Regions from separate parts of the Gossypium hirsutum genome. Here region 1 is linked to region 2. The links are chromatin contacts, called in public Hi-C maps. All regions are on one chromosome and are shown on one strand. Each heading gives the region's core, a stretch centred on a gene start, on an enhancer-like site or on the middle of the called end of the contact. The rest is flanking DNA. Distances are from core to core; before and after follow the strand shown.

Evidence for each region. Hi-C and Micro-C count contacts between places; a contact is called where the count stands out from the background.
Region 1: a contact with region 2 is called in a Hi-C map of leaf, with 1.9 times the contacts expected there. The contact joins the promoter of LOC107961778 here to the promoter of LOC107961779 in region 2. A contact is called at or near these places in 3 of 34 Hi-C or Micro-C datasets (callus and leaf).

Annotation. Positions count from the first base shown.
Region 1 is chrA06:61,193,003-61,197,057 of Gossypium_hirsutum_v2.1, forward strand. It overlaps LOC107961778, which reads left to right and starts at 2,300. Exons shown (of 3, transcript XM_016897906.2): 1 at 2,300-3,023; 2 at 3,107-3,279. The coding sequence starts at 2,430.
Region 2 is chrA06:61,035,749-61,039,869 of Gossypium_hirsutum_v2.1, forward strand. LOC107961779 (magnesium transporter MRS2-1) reads right to left here and starts at 2,387. Exons shown (of 8, transcript XM_016897908.2): 1 at 2,247-2,387; 2 at 2,096-2,148; 3 at 1,915-2,011; 4 at 792-1,388. The coding sequence starts at 1,379.

The sequences.
Region 1 (4,055 bases), core at 1,050-3,549, 160 kb after region 2:
ACAAATATGCAAAATCTCTTTGCAACAAGGGCTAGCCGAATTTTCATGGCTTCTATATAAAGCCCACACAACATGTTTATTTCACATTTTTGTCCTCCAAGACATCATTTTCACTATTTAGCCCAAATTGCTCAATTTCATCAAAAATTCAAAGACAAAACTTATAAATCATCTACCAAGCCTTCATAATTCATCCAAAAACATCACAAAACTCATGATATCAACAATGACATTTCATGAAATCATTAATAGAAACATAAATTCAGACATGGGCTTGGTAGAACACGAAGCAACGATCACAGAAACGTAGAAATTATCAAAAACCAAACAAAATACACTAACCTATTCACTTATGCAATGGCCAAATACTTTGAAGCTTAAATGGCTTCTTTTTCTCCTCCATAATCGACCAAGAGGTAAATTTTGCATGGCCATTTATGTTTTGTTTTTATTTATTACCTTTTAATATACTATTTACCCATTTACCCTTTATAATAATACATAATTTCATATATGCCAAACCAACTCTTCCACTAACCAAAATAATGGTCTAATTATTCAATAAGGACTCCCACTTTAATAAGACAAATCAAATAGGCACTTTTAACATCTAGCACACAGCTTTCACCTTTTTCGTGATTGGGTCCTTTTTTAATATTCAGTACGAAAGCAGACAAATTAAATCACAGAAATTTCACAGATGCAAATTCATTCATCATGGACACAGAAAATAATTTTAAAATATTTTTCGAACTCAGATTTGTGGTCCCGAAACCACTATTCCAACTAGAGTCTAAACCGAGCTGTTACTACTATCTCATAAAAAATCGACAAAACAAACCCTACATTGTCGCACTAAAATTGCAATAGTAAATCACAAATAACCAACAAATCAAACCAAAAATGGAATTTATTTTCCCAACAAACCAAATAAGAAAGCACCTACCTTTCGATTTTGGGTTGCGAAAACTCTCACGATTGTTGAAGCTTTTTCGTTCCTAATAGTTTTAGGGATTCAAAGATTTAATTCGTAAAAATTTTAGGGATTTTAAGAAGATTTCGGAATGCTAAGATTTAGGTAGGGATTCAAAGATTTAATTCGTAAAAATTTTAGGGATTTTAAGAAGATTTCGGAATGCTAAGATTTAGGTATTTCAAGATTTAAGGATTTGAATATTGTTAGGGATTCAATTAAGATTTCGGAGGTTAGGGATTTAGGGAATTTCACAATTTGGGGATTTTAGAAATTGGAAAGATAGTTTTGAATTTGAGGGTTTGGGGATTTAGGGGTTTTTTTGTTTTATGATTATTAACTTTGTTTAATTTTTTGCCATGTCATCAGTCAACAGAAATGTCACTTAGACCAACTTTTTTGACCGGCTGTTGACTAACGGACAGCTGACAATTACCGTTTTAATTGGGTTGATGTCTGAAAAATTCGTTAAGTTAGAGGCCAATTTCAGGAAAAAAAAGAATGTTAGGGGCATATATCCAAAAGCTCTCAAAGGAGAGCTTTTTTTGCAATTCTGCCTAATTTTTTTTATTTTGATTTTCCTTATAGAGGAAGTTTCAGTTTTCATCATGTATCCCGTTCTTGATAAAATTTTACTCTCTTAGCATCTAAACATTTGATAAAATTATCAGTATAAATATCAATGAAAAATTTTAAAATTTCACTATCTTATAACCTATTTTTTTAACATGTAAATTCCTTATTCCACGTTTTTCAAGTGTAAATGTTAACCAAAAAAATATTTATATACCAAATTAACCTTAATTGTGAAATTCGGGACCAAAAATTACATAAACCTATTATTTTAATCGGATCCAAATAATAATAATTGAATTAAATATAGATAATTAAGGAAGATAAACTTAAAAGCGATATACAGAAATAATGGATCTCTGAGATGATGTGATCCTGATTCTGGATCCAGAGGCAGTCACACATATGACTGCAATAATTTACAGAAAGCGTGAAGATTCCAATTAAACAAAGTTCCAAAATGGTCACCACTCACCCATCTCTCTGTTTCGTTATCTCTAAAAATTCAAAGCACGCGTCAACCATGGCTTGGATGAAAATGAAGGCAACCTAAGGCGACAGTGAACATGATGCTGATGCCAAACATGAACCCATGACGCTCCCATGTCTTTTTCGCCGCACATCCTGTCACTCACCAACTCAACGTGTCCCTTCCTTAGAGGCCCTAATGGGAAGTACCATTTGTATCCGTAGGTCTTCATGCTGATTCCAACACATCAAACCAAAAACTAATATCTTTGTCGGTTATGCATTCAAAGCTTTTTACTTATCTGACAACCAATCAATCAATAGCTTTTGCTCTTCTTTTCTTCTTTTTTAAATTTCATTTAGCTCTTCTATTATTCTTTGTTGAAACTGGTTCATCCTTTCGAAACAATAAAAAATGCTGCTGAGAAGCTCGTCAACACCAATCTTAAACTCATGGTGGCCAAATTCAAAAGTCTGTTCAATTTCATCACCAGAACCAGAATTTGGAGCTCTTCAAAGAACCAGCTCAATCTCATTTCACTCCCCTTCTTCCAATGATGATCATAAGCTTAGTAAACCACTAAACTTAGCTGACAACAGTATCCAAAACGATGTACCAAAACCAAGAAAAAGCATGGGGAAAGCCATAATAGCAACACCTCACTCTCTCCACAAACAGGCAAAGCAAGAAACAGATGGAGACAAAGAGTTAGAATCAGAACCCAAATCTTGTAGGATACGAAGACAACTTTTTTCAAGTTCTGGGTTGGGGGAACCAGTAGGTGATGGTGAAGATAGTGGTGCTGTGATGCAAACACTGGTTATGGGCGGTGGAGAAGAAAATGGTGGTGGTAAAATCTGTGGAGGAGGAGGATCAGGGGGCGGCGTTGGTGGTGTCGGGTCGGGGTTCTTTGAGAGTGATAGCACTGACGTTTACTATCAGAAGATGGTTGAAGCCAATCCTGGCAATCCACTTTTGCTTGGCAATTATGCCAAGTTCTTGAAAGAGGTAGTAGGATATAAAGACATTTGAGTTTTGTCTTCTTAATTACATGAAAATATTAATTGATTCATCTACCGATTGTAGCACAGATTAGAGGAGATTATAGCAGAGCAGAGGAGTTCTGCGGCAGAGCAATTCTGGCGAACCCTGATGATGGGAATTTGTTGGCACTTTATGCTGATCTAATTTGGCATAACCAGAATGACATTCAAAGAGCCAAAAGTTACTTTGAACAAGCTGTTAAGACTGCCCCAAATGACTGGTAAAATACTTGCTTCATTTCATTTTCATATATATAACGACAATTATTCCCTCCACACTAGCTGGGGTCAACTAATTAACTTTTAAAATTGTAATAATATTTATATTAAAACAATTAAAAATAAGTATATTATAAATTTTTAGATTAATTTATGAATTCTAAATTATTTATGTACATTAATACACGATTAATTTCTAAAATCGTCATTTTACCAAATAAATCAATTCAGCTCCTATAATCTTTTTGGGTCTAATTGAGTCTTAATCTAATAAAATTAATCAAATAGATCCTTTAACTGACGTTGACTGTTATTATTTAATGGAAACGTTAATGCTGTTAACATACACCACATCAGTAAAACAATTAATTTTTTCAAAAGGAATAAAAATTATTTTTAAATTAAGTACATAATTAATCGAGACAAATTTTCGTCTAGGTTCATTCAAACCTAGATACTAATTTTTCTACTCATATAAATTATAAAAACATAAAAAATCATTAAATTTATAAAAAAATTAAAATTTATAAAAAATATATTAGAAATTAATTAAAAACAATATAATTTTATAATAATTTTTAGAAATAATTTTTTAAAATAGAAAATCAACATCAACAGCTTAATCATAAAATCAAGATTAACAATTTTTTGTTATATTTTGCATTTCATTTTTGGAATTGTTATGTTTTTCAAATAATTTAATCAAAATGAGGAAATTAAATTTTATAAAATTTTATAAAAGACAATTTATTTTTATAAAAAAATTATGGTTTTTATA
Region 2 (4,121 bases), core at 1,137-3,636:
TAATAGGCAGCAGCTTCCTAAAGCTAAAACAAAGGTTATTTAAGATGTGGTTGATGTTAAGGCAACTAAGTTTAAATGGGGTAATTGATATAAGAGATTTTTGCTGAAATAGCCAGTGGAAGTTCTTGGATGGCGTAAGAAGAGCTACAAGGAGCTTATCAAGAAATTTATGTTGAAGTGGTGAAGCTTTTCTTACCGCTGTCAATTTTCCAAGCCAGGTTAGATATATTAAAACAGCTAAGAGGTTAGTAGTTATCTTAAGGGTTTAAAGAAAGGGCTAGAAATAAACTTTATTTGCAAAAAGGCCTAGTAACTTTATTTGCAAGAAAAAAAGCCTATATAAATAAGTTGTCAACTTTACAACTATTATTATTCCTATTATTTTTCTTTGATTTAATATAAAGAAATTAGAGGTTTTTTAAACCCTAAATTTTCTAGAGTTTCACCTTCTTTCTTACTTGTTTGTTTAGCCCTAATTCTTCCTATTGCTTCTATTTTCTCCCCTAAACCACATCAGAAAAACTCAGCCAAAATCAAGTAACAAGAACATGCAACATTTTTCATGACTTGCTGTTATATGTGTTATTTATTTTCCTTAATTTTTACATAGCTCAACATCCCCAACAATCAAAATATAAATCTGCAATTGATGGATCTTCCAACCACTTTTTTAGTTTTTAATATATTTTTAAATGTCAACAAGGTGAATGATTCTTGGGTGAATGATTTTAGGTTTATCATCCCAAGTCTAATTCAAATGCAATAAGGTGTTTTAGGCCACTTTCACACACCTGTGAATCAAGGAATGTACAGGCAGCTTCCAAAGCAACTTCCAGAGCCCTAAACTCAAAGGGCAAATAATCAGGGGATGTGCTCCCGTATACATTGTCAAAACCCCTACTGCTTCTTCTTCTGTTCAACTCAGGACCCTCTGATTGCCATACCTCACCTACTCCACTTGTAAGTCGCCTTTGTAACTCCACAACATACTGCAAAACATAGCTATCAAGGGAATTCAAGAGTAGAACCTCGTCGGCAGTGATAATACACCTTATCTGCTCTAAATTTACAACAATAGCCTTCTCTCTACCGAGGATTGTCGAGGGGTAAACAAACAATGGGTCAAGAAGCCGTAGGTCTCGGGCTGGTAGATCACATCGACGCATCATAGTGAACTTGTCAACCTCGATTATTTGCGAATTCCCAGATGTATCAACACGGATCCAAGATCTGAGTCCTTGGCCCCGCTTCTTTAACCCCGATAAATCCATGCCTTGGAAAGGCTGGCGTCCAGAGGCAGATGGCCGATAGGAAGCATCTCTAATGTTGATAGCCGATTGAGGTTTCGGTGGAAGCAAACGCTCTTTTAGGTCTGCCATCACAGTATACTGAAACAAATAACAAAACCAGTTAACGACAACACTGTATAATCCAGTTCTGAAGGGGGGGCGGAAACAGAAAAAGTGGCTTTAGGTCTCAACTCTCAAGAAGCTCACTTTTCCAACAAAGTCTAAAAGCTACTCAAATATTGTAATCCAACTATCAAATCCAAGAACTTTTTACTTCAAAGCCTGAATACAATTCCATAACTAGATTAACCATGTTCATTAATGCATCAGAAACCAAAGCAACTTCCTTTTTTTTTTTTTTGCAGCCTGAGATCGAAAATCTATCAAACGCATGAATAATTCAGCATGCGAGGTACAAAATTCAGCATCAGGATATCGCCTAAAAATGCTACCTAAAAATTGGCCTAGTTCCTTCCACAGCCTTATAATTATACTAAATAGAACAATAACAATATAAAGAAAACTGAAAATAAAGAGCAAAATCTATTTAAATTCCAACTCAAGCATAATAAATAAACAAAACAGTAACAAAAGAGTAAATATTATTTCAAGGAGACTAGCTTACCTCGAATCAATAAAACTAAGATTTAACTCTCAGATAAGCGTGAAGAAGATATAATCACAGCCTCTGATTAAATAAGCTAATATCGACACATCAAAAACTGCAAAAATAATTGGATTAATAAATTAAATTATAACAACATAAAGAAAATAGGGAAAAGGAAACCCTAGATTTGGAAAAGTACCTTGGCAGCAGCGGATGATTGAGAACAGGAGGATTTAGTGAGGAAGAGAACTCCTGGATCAAATACGAAATTTTCACGTACGTGTTTAAAAAAAAAAAGAAAATAAAATAAAATAGTTTAAAAAATTTACGAAAGGCGGTGTAAGTTTTACTCAATTAGCTAAGACGAGAATCTTAATTAAGAATCTATGATTGAAATTTTTGATGTTAAAAAAGGATTTCTGATGCGGAGAGCCCTTTTTTTCTTGGTTGCTTTTATTAGTTTTGTCGGCTCCTGAGTCGTCGTGACCCTGAGGTTCTTTAAAAGAAAATTTTTAATTACTAGTAAACCAATAAAATGGTTTATTTTAATCACTATGCTATTAAACCATAAATAGCGTGGATTTTAAAATAATAAATTAAAACTGTGAGCCCCACCGTCTTATCATTTTTTTTCTTCCTCATCCTTTCTTCCCCTCCAAATCTCAGCCCGATTTTACAATAAGGCATAAAAAGTCCATTTTCATTTTCCAAACAGCTTATTCAATCTCCTTTAGAATTTGGATATTACTAGCAATGACTCACTCCCCAATTTTTTTTTTTTTTGCATCAACTCAACTCAACAGTTGCTTGTATATATCATTATAAACTCTCGAATACCGGATAAAAGTTGTATAGGATCAAAACTCTGAGCTGATTTTTTTTTTAATTATAAAGTTCAACAAGTTTTTTTTGTTAACTCGATGGATTTGCCATAGTTGAGTAGAGATGAAGCTGTTGTCGTATCCCAAATCCTCCAATTGTGCAGGCCGGATAATCTTTTCCTTGCAATCCATCTCCTAAAACCCCCCAAACCCAAACACCCTCTTCCCTAAACCTTTACTGTACTCTTGCCTCTTGAAAGCATGCACATACCTTCAATCTTTTCCTCACGGCCCATCTTAAATCTGCTCACCACATGGATCGTTCTATAGATATCAATTTATTTGTTCTCTACTTTAAGCTGTGTACTGATTTTAGAGAAACTCGGAGAGTTTTTGATTTGGTGCTTGTAAAATAAGATAATTCGTGTATTTTGATGGTTTCGGAGTATATTAAAGTGGGAAGACCAGAGAGTTCACTTCAACTGTTTTTTGAATTACTGAGGTTAGGAGCTGAGCCTAGTAGGTTCACTCTATCTGCTGTGATCAAGGCTTGTTCGGTTTTAGGGAAGTTGAGGATGGGATGCTGCTTTGATGCCATTGTTATGAAACATGGGTTTCATTCGGATAATGTAATTTTGATTGCGTTGATTGAGTTTTATGGGAGGAACGGGCAGTCGAATGAGATGTGCCAGTTGTTCGATGAATTGCGTGAACTGGGTGCAATTTGTTTGGTTTGTGTAAGGAAATGTTGAGGTTTTTGTATTTGATATTTCCCTACCTACAGTTGAACTCTCTATTTGGCTACCAGGATCCACTAAGTAGCATATCGGGTGAAGACTGTGAATCAACCTCCTTCACTACGATCCCCTCTACTTCCGTGGAGTATGAATCAAACCAATCAAGATAATTCTTTCTAATCAAAGAACTCCCCGAAGTCATCAAACCTACTAGTCCCGATTCTCAATAATTTCATGTCTGAAAATGGTTAGTCTTTTTTACCCTTCCTTATTTAACATGGGTATCTAATATGTTGAGTCACTTCGTTCAAAAATACAATTTAAGGGGACAAATTTGTATTAGCATTCTCAACTACATTTTTTTTTATATTAATTTTTATGTATAATTATTTAATAATTAAAATATAGATATATATGATTTGAAATATGAATAAAATGATAATTGCATTGTGCTTCCAATTTTTAATAAATAATACCTAACATATCAAAATCCAAAAATTAGTATGCTTTTCTACTATTTGAAAAAAAAAACCAAAATTAAAATATAATTTTTGCATATAGAAACCATATGATATAAAAAAAAAGGAGAAATCATTCACCTATCTAAACAAGTTGGGCTTTTTAAATTGTAATCTCCTTTCTTTCATGTCACAAAAATCATTTATAA